Regions from separate parts of the Danio rerio genome. Here regions 1 and 3 are each linked to region 2. Evidence: chromatin contacts called from public HiCAR-type and Micro-C data. All regions are on one chromosome and are shown on one strand. Each heading gives the region's core, a stretch centred on a gene start, on an enhancer-like site or on the middle of the called end of the contact. The rest is flanking DNA. Distances are from core to core; before and after follow the strand shown. Region 1 holds the start of cd82b (CD82 molecule b). Region 2 holds the start of si:dkey-29p10.4. Region 3 holds the start of plekha7a (pleckstrin homology domain containing, family A member 7a).

Evidence for each region. A called contact is a pair of places that touch in the nucleus more often than the background predicts. HiCAR-type assays count read pairs that join an accessible place to other places.
Region 1: a contact with region 2 is called in a Micro-C map of caudal fin, with 4 times the contacts expected there. The contact joins the promoter of cd82b here to the promoter of si:dkey-29p10.4 in region 2. A contact is called at or near these places in 1 of 18 Hi-C or Micro-C datasets (caudal fin) and 1 of 4 datasets of contacts at active chromatin or transcription factors (embryo).
Region 3: a contact with region 2 is called in a HiCAR-type map of caudal fin, with 6 times the contacts expected there. The contact joins the promoter of plekha7a here to the promoter of si:dkey-29p10.4 in region 2. A contact is called at or near these places in 2 of 18 Hi-C or Micro-C datasets (caudal fin and embryo) and 2 of 4 datasets of contacts at active chromatin or transcription factors (caudal fin and embryo).

What each region holds. Positions count from the first base shown.
Region 1 is chr18:29,011,268-29,014,694 of GRCz12tu, forward strand. It overlaps cd82b (CD82 molecule b), which reads left to right and starts at 1,877. Exons shown (of 9, transcript NM_212663.1): 1 at 1,877-1,973.
Region 2 is chr18:28,776,479-28,780,028 of GRCz12tu, forward strand. si:dkey-29p10.4 reads left to right here and starts at 1,585. Exons shown (of 9, transcript XR_012394349.1): 1 at 1,585-1,892.
Region 3 is chr18:28,538,759-28,542,214 of GRCz12tu, forward strand. plekha7a (pleckstrin homology domain containing, family A member 7a) reads left to right here and starts at 1,840. Exons shown (of 27, transcript NM_001136243.2): 1 at 1,840-1,974; 2 at 2,083-2,159; 3 at 2,288-2,345. The coding sequence starts at 1,892.

The DNA.
Region 1 (3,427 bases), core at 627-3,126, 240 kb after region 2:
TATATATATATATATACATACACACACACATATATATGTATGTGTGTACAGTGGCGCAGTAGTTAGTGCTGTCGCCTCACAGCAAGAAGGTCGCTGGTTCGAACCTCGGCTCAGTTGGCGTTTCTGTGTGGAGTTTGCATGTTCTCCCTGCCTTCGCGTGGGTTTCCTCCTGGTGCTCTGGTTCCCACCACAGTCCAAAGACATGCGGTACCGGTGAATTGGGTAGGCTTAATTGTCTGTAGTGTATGAGTGTGTGTGTGAATGTGTGTGTGTATGTTTCCCAGAGATGGGTTGTGGCCGGAAGGGCATCCGCTGCGTAAAAACTTGCTGGATAAGTTGGTGGTTCATTCCGCTGTGGCGACCCCGGATTAATAAAGGGACTAAGCCGGCAAGAGAATGAATGAATGAATATATATATATATATATATATATATATATATATATATATATATATATATAAAATAAAGTATTTAATCTTGAGTTGCTAACGAAAATATTCTTTTTTTTCTATTTGGTCTTGGTTATAACTATAATAAAATGAAATAAATTAAACTAAATAAAAATAAAACATTGGTTAAAATCAATCAAAGGAATATACAGTAGTAAAACTTACAAAAACATAAACCAATTCAAACAAATAATGAAACTGCAATAGTTCCCCAGTTCTATTAAAATAACATTGCTTTGGTTTCAGTTATGGGCTTATGTTGCATTAAAGTCATTTGACCTTGCTGCACTGTAACCCATTAAAAGTATTCTAGGAACTGCATTGTATTGGTATTTCTAAGATGTGTGCCTTCTTGAGCATTTATATTTGTAAATAAATATCCCCTAAACATTATCTACAACTGTTCAATAGTAAATATTTATGTTTGCAATTAAACGCAGCTCCAGTTTATTTATTTATTTTTTTTAAGAATTATTATTTTTTCTTTTAGGTTATTACCTCCAATACAACTGAAATGAAAACGAAAAGGGTCTAACCAGTGATTTCACAAGCTTCATTGTGTCTGAGATGATGCATCATAAAGGCTGCATTCAGATATTATTGGCTGAAACAACAACTTAGCAGCCTAAGCTTTTTTTAAATTATATATATATATATATATATATATATATATATATATATATATATATATATATATATATATATATATATATATATATATATATAAATTTATTTTTAGCATGGTTGTTTCCCCTTTTGGCCGGAGGAGGGCAGTGTTGCACATGCCATCCATCTATCGATTAATTTTTTATCATAATTATTTTTTTTTTGCAACAATTGGTCAGACTTTCACAGTATTTTAGTAGAGAAAATCCCTTCAGCAGAGTAACTTAATTACATTTTACTGTATGTGAAGCGACATGTCTAGCTAATTAATTTAAACATAATTTAACAGACTTTAATCTTAAATTTTATAATAATAAAAAAGTAACGTTATAGAAACTATATAGAAAAAATACCCCTAAATTCTAAAAGACTTTGAACCAGATTTTGCTGTGACACAATCCAGAAAGCTGGATTATCAACACGTTAAGATCTTAAATATTTAAGTATTTACACAAAATGCTAGCTGTGAAAGGATCCTTAGCGAGGAGAGTTTAGAATTATTTCGTTTGAAGCTGTAAAGCAGCACGTGTGGTGGTGAAGTCAGTTTACAAACTATTATCTAACAAACTATTTGACACTCCTGTCATTAAAACATTTAATAGCACTGACTGCTCGAGTTTGGTTTGTTTAATAAATAGTAAATGCATACTTTTAAAGTAGTGGGAGTAACTTCCAATGGCGGGGTTTGGCGGAAACTGGTCATCATGATAGTGATCATAAGCGGCTGTTCGTCTGGCTAGTAAAGGGTTAATGTGGTTTCTCGTGAGCTGCTCTCTTTTTGTTCAGACTGTTAGTAGCACAACAGCGAACTAACTGACAGCTGCTCCACGGATCTTCGCTGCGACTTGACACAAAACAGGTAAATGATTTCCCTTTTATCAATAAAATGGTAAATACAGATTATAGTAAAGTGATTTAACTTGCTGCTGGCTTGAAGTAGTGCCAACACGTAAAGCTACTAACTTTTTAGTAGGTCCTGATGTGACGCTTCTAGCCCTGGTATAGCTTTCTGTCATGTAAAACTAGTTTGGTGGAAGTTGTTGCAGTGTGTTTTCTACTTTGTATTCAGCTTTAAATGTCCGCTGATGTGGCACTGGCAGCTTGCACAGTTTGTAATGCGTTCTTGAAGTTACCGCTGAATTTACAGCGACTTACAGCAATACGCTTATACGGCACACACGCGCAGCTGTGGTTATTAAATGACGGTTGAGCTTCTTTAGAAACTGGGAGTCTCTTTATGAACAAGTTGTCTTCGTGTTACTATACCGAGGCTGGTTGGTATTAAAAAGAAGCGTTCTAGCAGCTTATGCACGTGTTTTGTGTTATCCTCACAGTCCCGCTGCACCTCCAAATATTAGGGAACTATAAAATTGTGATTGAGGCCTGAGTTTTAATAGAAGTCGACCAAATGTTATAGAAAGTCATGACAATGTTTGTCGTGAGTTTTACTAAATTTACGATTCAATATGTTCCATATGGTATTCCCCATATGGTTTCTCCGTCTTAAAAAATGTTTTAACACCAACATTGTAATTCATTTACTTCAATATATTGTCCTATTGTTATTTCTCAGACATGATTTGTTGCATGTTATGATATAAAGTTTTCTTATTTGTCAAATAAAACTGAATTGAAATGCAGACAACAAATCTGATGTAAACCTTTCTCACCATTTGTTTAAATAACATTAGTTATACACATTTTTATATTAATAAATTAATGCTTTGACTGAGCTCTTTCATAGCCTTTTTTCAGCTAATAAACATTTTCCAGCAGAAGCTGAAATCTTACAATTCACAAAAGTATTGCAGTCAGTTTCAAAGTGTTCGGTCACTGTAGTTTTTTATATAGAACAAAAAGATTTATCTCTCACATATTGTTAGTGCCTGTTTGACTTCCACGTTTTACAAAATATTTTTATTATATAATTATAATTGCAAAGATGCGAATTAGACTTTTGCCAAAACTAGAATATTCCATAAAACATGTATGAATACAACTGAAATCCCTTTAAGGCAAGTCATTTCACTTGGCGGCCATCTTTGAAACGCCTCTCAGGCAGTAAGCTCGGGCATTCTGTTTGAATAGGAAAACATCAAATTGTTCAAAATTGTTTGCCAAGCTTAAAACTACATTCATATTACAAATAACAATTAACTGTATGTTTAGTTTAATTTGTAAATGATCGAATCAGACAAAATTTGCCGAAGCTCACGTCTGGTCCAAGCCCCTCCTCTGGAGAATCGTCCATCTATAGCGATCGATGATTGGTGTTCCTCGGTCTTTATTGGCCATATTGGCACCATACACTTT
Region 2 (3,550 bases), core at 335-2,834:
ATAGATAGATAGATAGATAGATAGATAGATAGATAGATAGATAGATAGATAGATAGATAGATAGATAGATAGATAGATAGATAGGTAGGTAGGTAGGTAGGTAGGTAGGTAGGTAGGTAGGTAGGTAGGTAGGTAGGTAGGTAGGTAGGTAGATAGATAGATAGATAGATAGATAGATAGATAGATAGATAGATAGATAGATAGATAGATAGATAGATAGATAGATAGATAGATAGATAGATAGATAGATAGATAGATAGATAGATAGATAGATAGATCCATGACAGACAGACAGACGATAGATAGACAGATAGATACATAGATAGATAGACAGACAGACAGACAGACAGACAGACAGACAGACAGACAGACAGACAGACAGACAGACAGACAGACAGACAGACAGACAGACAGATAGATAGATAGATAGATAGATAGATAGATAGATAGATAGATAGATAGATAGATAGATAGATAGATAGATAGATAGATAGATCCATGACAGACAGACAGACGATAGATAGACAGATAGATACATAGATAGATAGACAGACAGACTGACAGACAGACAGACAGACAGACAGACAGACAGACAGACAGACAGACAGACAGACAGATAGATAGATAGATAGATAGATAGATAGATAGATAGATAGATAGATAGATAGATAGATAGATAGATAGATAGATAGATAGATAGATAGATAGATAGATAGATAGATAGATCCATGACAGACAGACAGACAGACAGACGATAGATAGATAGATAGATAGATAGATAGATAGATAGATAGATAGATAGATAGATAGATAGATAGATAGATAGATAGATAGATAGATAGATAGATAGATAGATAGATAGATCCATGACAGACAGACAGACAGACAGACAGACAGACAGACAGACAGACAGACAGACAGACAGACGATAGATAGATAGATAGATAGATAGATAGATAGATAGATAGATAGATAGATAGATAGATAGATAGATAGATAGATAGATATATAGATAGATAGATAGATAGATAGACAGATAGATAGATAGATCCATCACAGACAGACAGACAGACAGACGATGGATAGATAGACAGACAGACAGACAGACAGTTAGATAGATAGATAGATAGATAGATAGATAGATAGATAGATAGATAGATAGATAGATAGATAGATAGATAGATAGATAGATAGATAGATAGATAGATAGATAGATAGATAGATCCATGACAGACAGACAGACGATAGATAGACAGATAGATACATAGATAGATAGACAGACAGACAGACAGACAGACAGACAGACAGACAGACAGACAGATAGATAGATAGATAGATAGATAGATAGATAGATAGATAGATAGATAGATAGATAGATAGATAGATAGATAGATAGATAAAAAATAATGTAAAATATTACTTAATGTCCCTTTAATTGAAGAAACATAGATATAGACAATGGTTTTATGTACAGAAAGTATTGCGCGCTGTCGCTTTAAGGACAGGCTGTGAAATGCAGAAAATACAATGTGCGCTGTCTCTTTAAGAGCAGGGTAAATATTGTTCCTGCAGGATTCAAAAGATGAAGCTCCGCCTACTCTGCGCACGGTCAGTTTCGTTTCTTCGATCGCGTGTTATTCGGCTGTAAATAAAGCTTTTAACGAAGATGGGAGCAGCTAATGAGAAAGCTCTGAAATGCCCTCTATGTCATGAGGATTGTCGGGATCAGGTGACGCTGGGCTGCGGACATAGCTTCTGTCAGTCGTGTATCAAAGAGTTGTGGAGCGGCTCCCGCACTGGACCTTATTATTGTCCTGAGTGTCGATACGAGTACCAGCAGCTTCCGGACTACACGGACAGAGCGTCCACATCCACAGCCACACCGATAACACGTAGGTTTAGAAGCACGAACAGAACAAATATCGACTTGTTTGACCCTAAAGACGTAGGCCTAGTTGTTGTTATTATTGTTGTTCATATGCCTAATTTATTGATTGCGCTGTAACGCTAGGCCACAATCTGAACTTCTGTATTGATACCCACACATCGATCTGTTGTAGCGTAATAGTTAACGGGATAACATTAACAGAAAATCAAACATTCAATAGTTTATCTACTGTTTTGTAGTGTAAACATACTGCAGAGTTACAGAGGGGTTTTGCACCCCCTAACGTAAGTTAAACTAATACTGGATCCCCTCTGAAGGACATCAAAAAGATGTATGGGGTCAGCCCTTTAATCGTAAATAACTTTCTCTGTGAATCCACAATAAAAATATCATTTAACAGTCTGAAACTGGCAGTTCTAGAGCACTGATAGACATCTTATGTATTTACGATACGTATTTCTTGTAAAATAGGTGTTTATATCTCCATGTAGCAGAAAAAAGGAAAAATTAGACAATTTGTAGTCTAAAACCCACTGTACAGTAATCTCTAAAATAGTCACTAAATATTCAAATCAATTCATCTTTATGTCTATAGCCCTTTTTACAATGTAGATTGTGTCAAAGCAGCTTCACATATAAGACTATAGTGAATTGAAACAGTGTCAGTTCAGTTTTCATAGTTTAAGTTTAGTTTAGTTCAGTGTGGTGTAATGTTCACTGCTGAGTCCAAACACTGAAGAGCAATCCATCGATGCGCAGCTCTACAAGTCCCGAACTATTCAAGCCAGTGGCATAGTTAGTGGAATGTAGTGAAAATTTCCCTCAAAACACTGAAAACATATATGTTGTCTCTAAAGTTTTTTATATTTATTTTTATGATGTAACTTCAGCTTTCTAATTTAAACTTCTGAAACACTTAATAATAATATTGCATTACTGAATACATTTCACACGTTGTGCATACCTTTAACATAACCAATTTATCTGAAATTGTGCAAAGTAAAAATAATAACTATAAATGTATATTAGTTAGTAAATACTACTGTATTAGTAAATAGTTAGTTATATTTACCATTTACATGTCAATTCATGTTAAGTTCTATACTGACCCATATTGCTATTAGATTAGATTTAATTGTCATTACACATGTACAACACAAGTACAAGGTAACAAAATGCAGTTTAGTTCTAACTAGGAGTGCAATAGTAGCAAGTGCAGAATATAAGGTATAAAAGTTATAAAGTGCAATTATAGTAAAACTATGGGTGATGTTTACAAATAGATGTACTATGAACATTAAATACAGGTTCATTAAATATCAGCTATGATCAGAGATTTACAATAGATGAATATATGTATAGGTTGCTATTAATTATCAGAAGCATGCATTGAATCATTAAAAACAGAAGTATTATTGCCTCCTGGATGAATATGAATAAAGTGATAATAATAATAATGCAAACATTGGGCAAAGAAATTCTACCACATCTGAGAGGTAGTCTTTACATTAGGAGTAATAACAACAACAGTTTTTGAGAATTAGACTTTTTTAGGCTGGCTTTTAATATTTAAAAATAAAATAGAAATATAATTTACTTATAATAATTAAGACTTTTTGGTACATTGTATATCATACATTTTTTACTATGACTTATAGAAGA
Region 3 (3,456 bases), core at 590-3,089, 240 kb before region 2:
CAGCTGATGTGATGTGCGGAAGTGCTTAAAAGCTCTTGTTTCCTTGCGCAAAACAATTGTGCCTGGAAACGCAACTGGTGCGATTGTTTCTCTTTGAAATAGATTGGAAAAAATGGTGCACCCACAGTCCTGCTGCTTTTAAGACATCTCCATATTTTTTGTACTGTATGCAGCAGCTGTTGCCGCTTTCGCTTTTACCATTCTTTGAACAGATTATCAATGGGCCTAACATTAATGTGTGCACGTGATCATCCTTTCATTATCACACACAGAATGTTTTTCACCTGCTTTCTTTTGCTTACAGTTATTTTTGTTACTATGGTTTAATTATCATCCTTTGCAATAACATTACTTTAATAGAAGATAACTCTCCATTTATCTATATGACCTGATGATCTGGGACCTGAACAAACTACTGTGTGTAGTTTTAGATAAATGATAATAATTTTTTTAAATGTCAATTGTTTTTTAAGAAAATTTTGTTAAATAAAAAGTGTATGTACTGTATACAGCTAAATTTAGCTTGTTTTGGCACATTTTTTTGTTATTTGTGGCAAGGAAATAATTTGATTGGTCTGATCAGAGAAGAAAAATGGTTAATCCTTAGTGTTGAGCTCTAAAAAGTCATGTAAAAAAATGTTAAGGAGGCATGTGGACATAACACAATTTAAATCAAGTAATTTCAGCATGCCAAAGTCAAATTTATGCATATCAAATATATATTTCCCAACAACAAAATTGTTCCAAGTGAAAATAATGAATGCCTAGTAATGTTGGAAAACTCAGCCACAGTGGCTGGTGATGAAAAAAAATGTATGTCAAGCCCTGAAAAAAATAAAATAAAATAAAATAATAATAATAATAATACAGAAAATAATAAAACATGAATCAAAACATCTCCAAATTAAAATATAGGCATCATAGTTAAACCCAACCACAATAACTAAGTAACTAACTATAACTATAAAGCAGCAAAGTTTGAAGTGCAATTCGATAATAATATATGTATAATTACTTATTATTAAAATATTAACAGAATTGATCATAAATATTTAATGTAATTTAATGAGTCAAGCCATTTTATGCCTCTTTAATGATTTAAAAACATACCAAATAATAATAATAATAATAATAATTAAATGCCACAACTTGAATCATCTTTAACAAATCTCCATCTGTGTAAATATAGGAGGAATATTCAGCTAAAAATGAAAATTCTGGCATCGTTTTTTCACCCTCCACATTTTAAAACGTATTTGAGTTTCTTTCTTATGTCTACCACAAAAACATATATATATATTTTTTTTTTAATTTTGGAGTATAATCATTGACTTCAGTACTATTTGTTTTTCCTACTATGAATGTTGATGGTAACAGGTTTCCAACATTCTTGAAAATATCTCATTATTTTGTGTAAAAAAAAAGTATTTTTTTTTATTAAAAAAATCAAAGCATTTGAACCATCTGCATGATGCATGAGTAAATAGCAAGTACATTTTTATTTTCAGGTGAACTCCTTTAACTTGTGTAACAATAGTTGCACTGTATGCATTCATAAAGCACCTAGCAACAGAACAGGCTGTTCTTCAACAGAATCAAACACATAAACAAATTCATTTCAATGCATCATCAATCACTAAAACGAAAACATGCACACAAACACGTCATATAAAAATACAAACGAGTGGGCAACGACTAGCCTATCTCGATCTGTGTTTTATAGCATACTGTAAGGAATTAATATTTTTCCGTCGGCTAATAATCTCGCTCACTGAACGCCAAGTGCAAAGTCAGCCCTCCCCTTTAATCGCCTTTTGCCCGAGCGCTGATCGCTGCACAGGGAGGACAGTGAGGAGGGAATATGAGGTAGACAGGACTTTACACGGGAATAATGGCGGCGCCGCTCCGGCGGGACACCTTACCTGACAACGGCTCTTATGGAGTGTGCAGAGACGGCAGGGTCTTTTTCATTGAGTGAGGATATATTTATTTACTCTTGCCTAAGAAAGCATTCCTTTCTCATAGCGTTCGAGTGTTTTCCAGCCAATTGCATCGCTAACAGGTGGTTTGTTTTCCTGGCAGCGATGAAGCGCGCGCCACTACTTGGCTTCATCCCCGCACTGGTCAACCTGTCAATTCTGGACACATGATCCGATCCGGTTAGTGCGTTAATGCGTGCGTTTAACCATTTAGATTTAAACATTTATCTGCTTTTTTCGCGTTGCCTGTGCATAGATAAAACGAAAGGCTAAAAGTTTGGCAAATGTGTTCTTTTCTTGCCTCCTAGATCTGCCCCCAGGTTGGGAGGAAGGTTTTACGAAAGAAGGAGCGAGTTTTTTTATTGAGTAAGTGGATGTGTTTATTGTAATTATACCTTATGCGATCCTGTAGTGCTGCAGGTGAATTACAGGTCACAAGCGGGTTAAATATTGTTGTGAGCACACTTGAGCCGCAGAGAATGAATATTAGGAATTGTGCACGAAGGGGGTATCAAAGGTAAGCTGCAGTCATTGTGTTTGAAGACAGGTATTCAAGTACAAAGTCTACAGGTGTAAATGTCTCTTTGGGTTTATGGTGGATGTCGGATGTTGGCTGTGAACGCTGCAATTTCTCTGAATGCTGTCTAGATACAGCTTTGGTGTTTTTAAAGGGATAGTTCACACAAAAATGAAAATGATCTTTTCATTTAGTTAGCCTGAGGGCATCCAAGATGTGGAGACTTTTTCATTTTCATCAGGAAATTAAAGTAGATAGTATGCTGAAAAACTTTATGGTGATTCATAAAGTGGGAGTTAGTGGATATAGAAAACTAAATAATCACTTGTGGGTTCTGATGGTACATTGAGGTCCTATGAAGCAAAACATTCAGATTGTACAAGAAACCGAAACTTTTGTTGCTTTATTTTATTACCTTTAGGCATGGGACGATAACCGTTTTCAAGGTAGGCCTATCGTGGTTTGGAAAAGGCAAGGTTTTAAAACTGCCAAAAGTTTCTGTTATACTGTTCCTAGGATATTTATTTGTACGATTTTTTTTTACGTTTTTTAAAACTGTTTTTAGGGCAACAGTATTTTAAGCAGAAAAGCTATTTAAAGATGCCGATTTAACTTGTAAAGAAATCAGTGTTTTTGATGAAGACAGCAGAAGTCAATGATTCGTTTGAATTATTTAGCTTGACAAAAACTGCTACAAAATATTTAAAATGTTTTTCAAAATAAAATATATTGGCTGCAACCAAAATCGCCTACTACTCAGTAGGTACTGCATTCGAATTTAAAAAGTATGTTCTTTACAATATGAATGTGAGTAGTATCAAGGAGCTCGGACGTACTACAGATGTCATTTTGTGATCATCACGTGATACACCCGCTTCATTCCCATTCATGAATTTTTTCGCAGAGGATGATGGGATAGCGCAACATCCATTGAATGTGATCTTGAGAATCTTGCTGAAA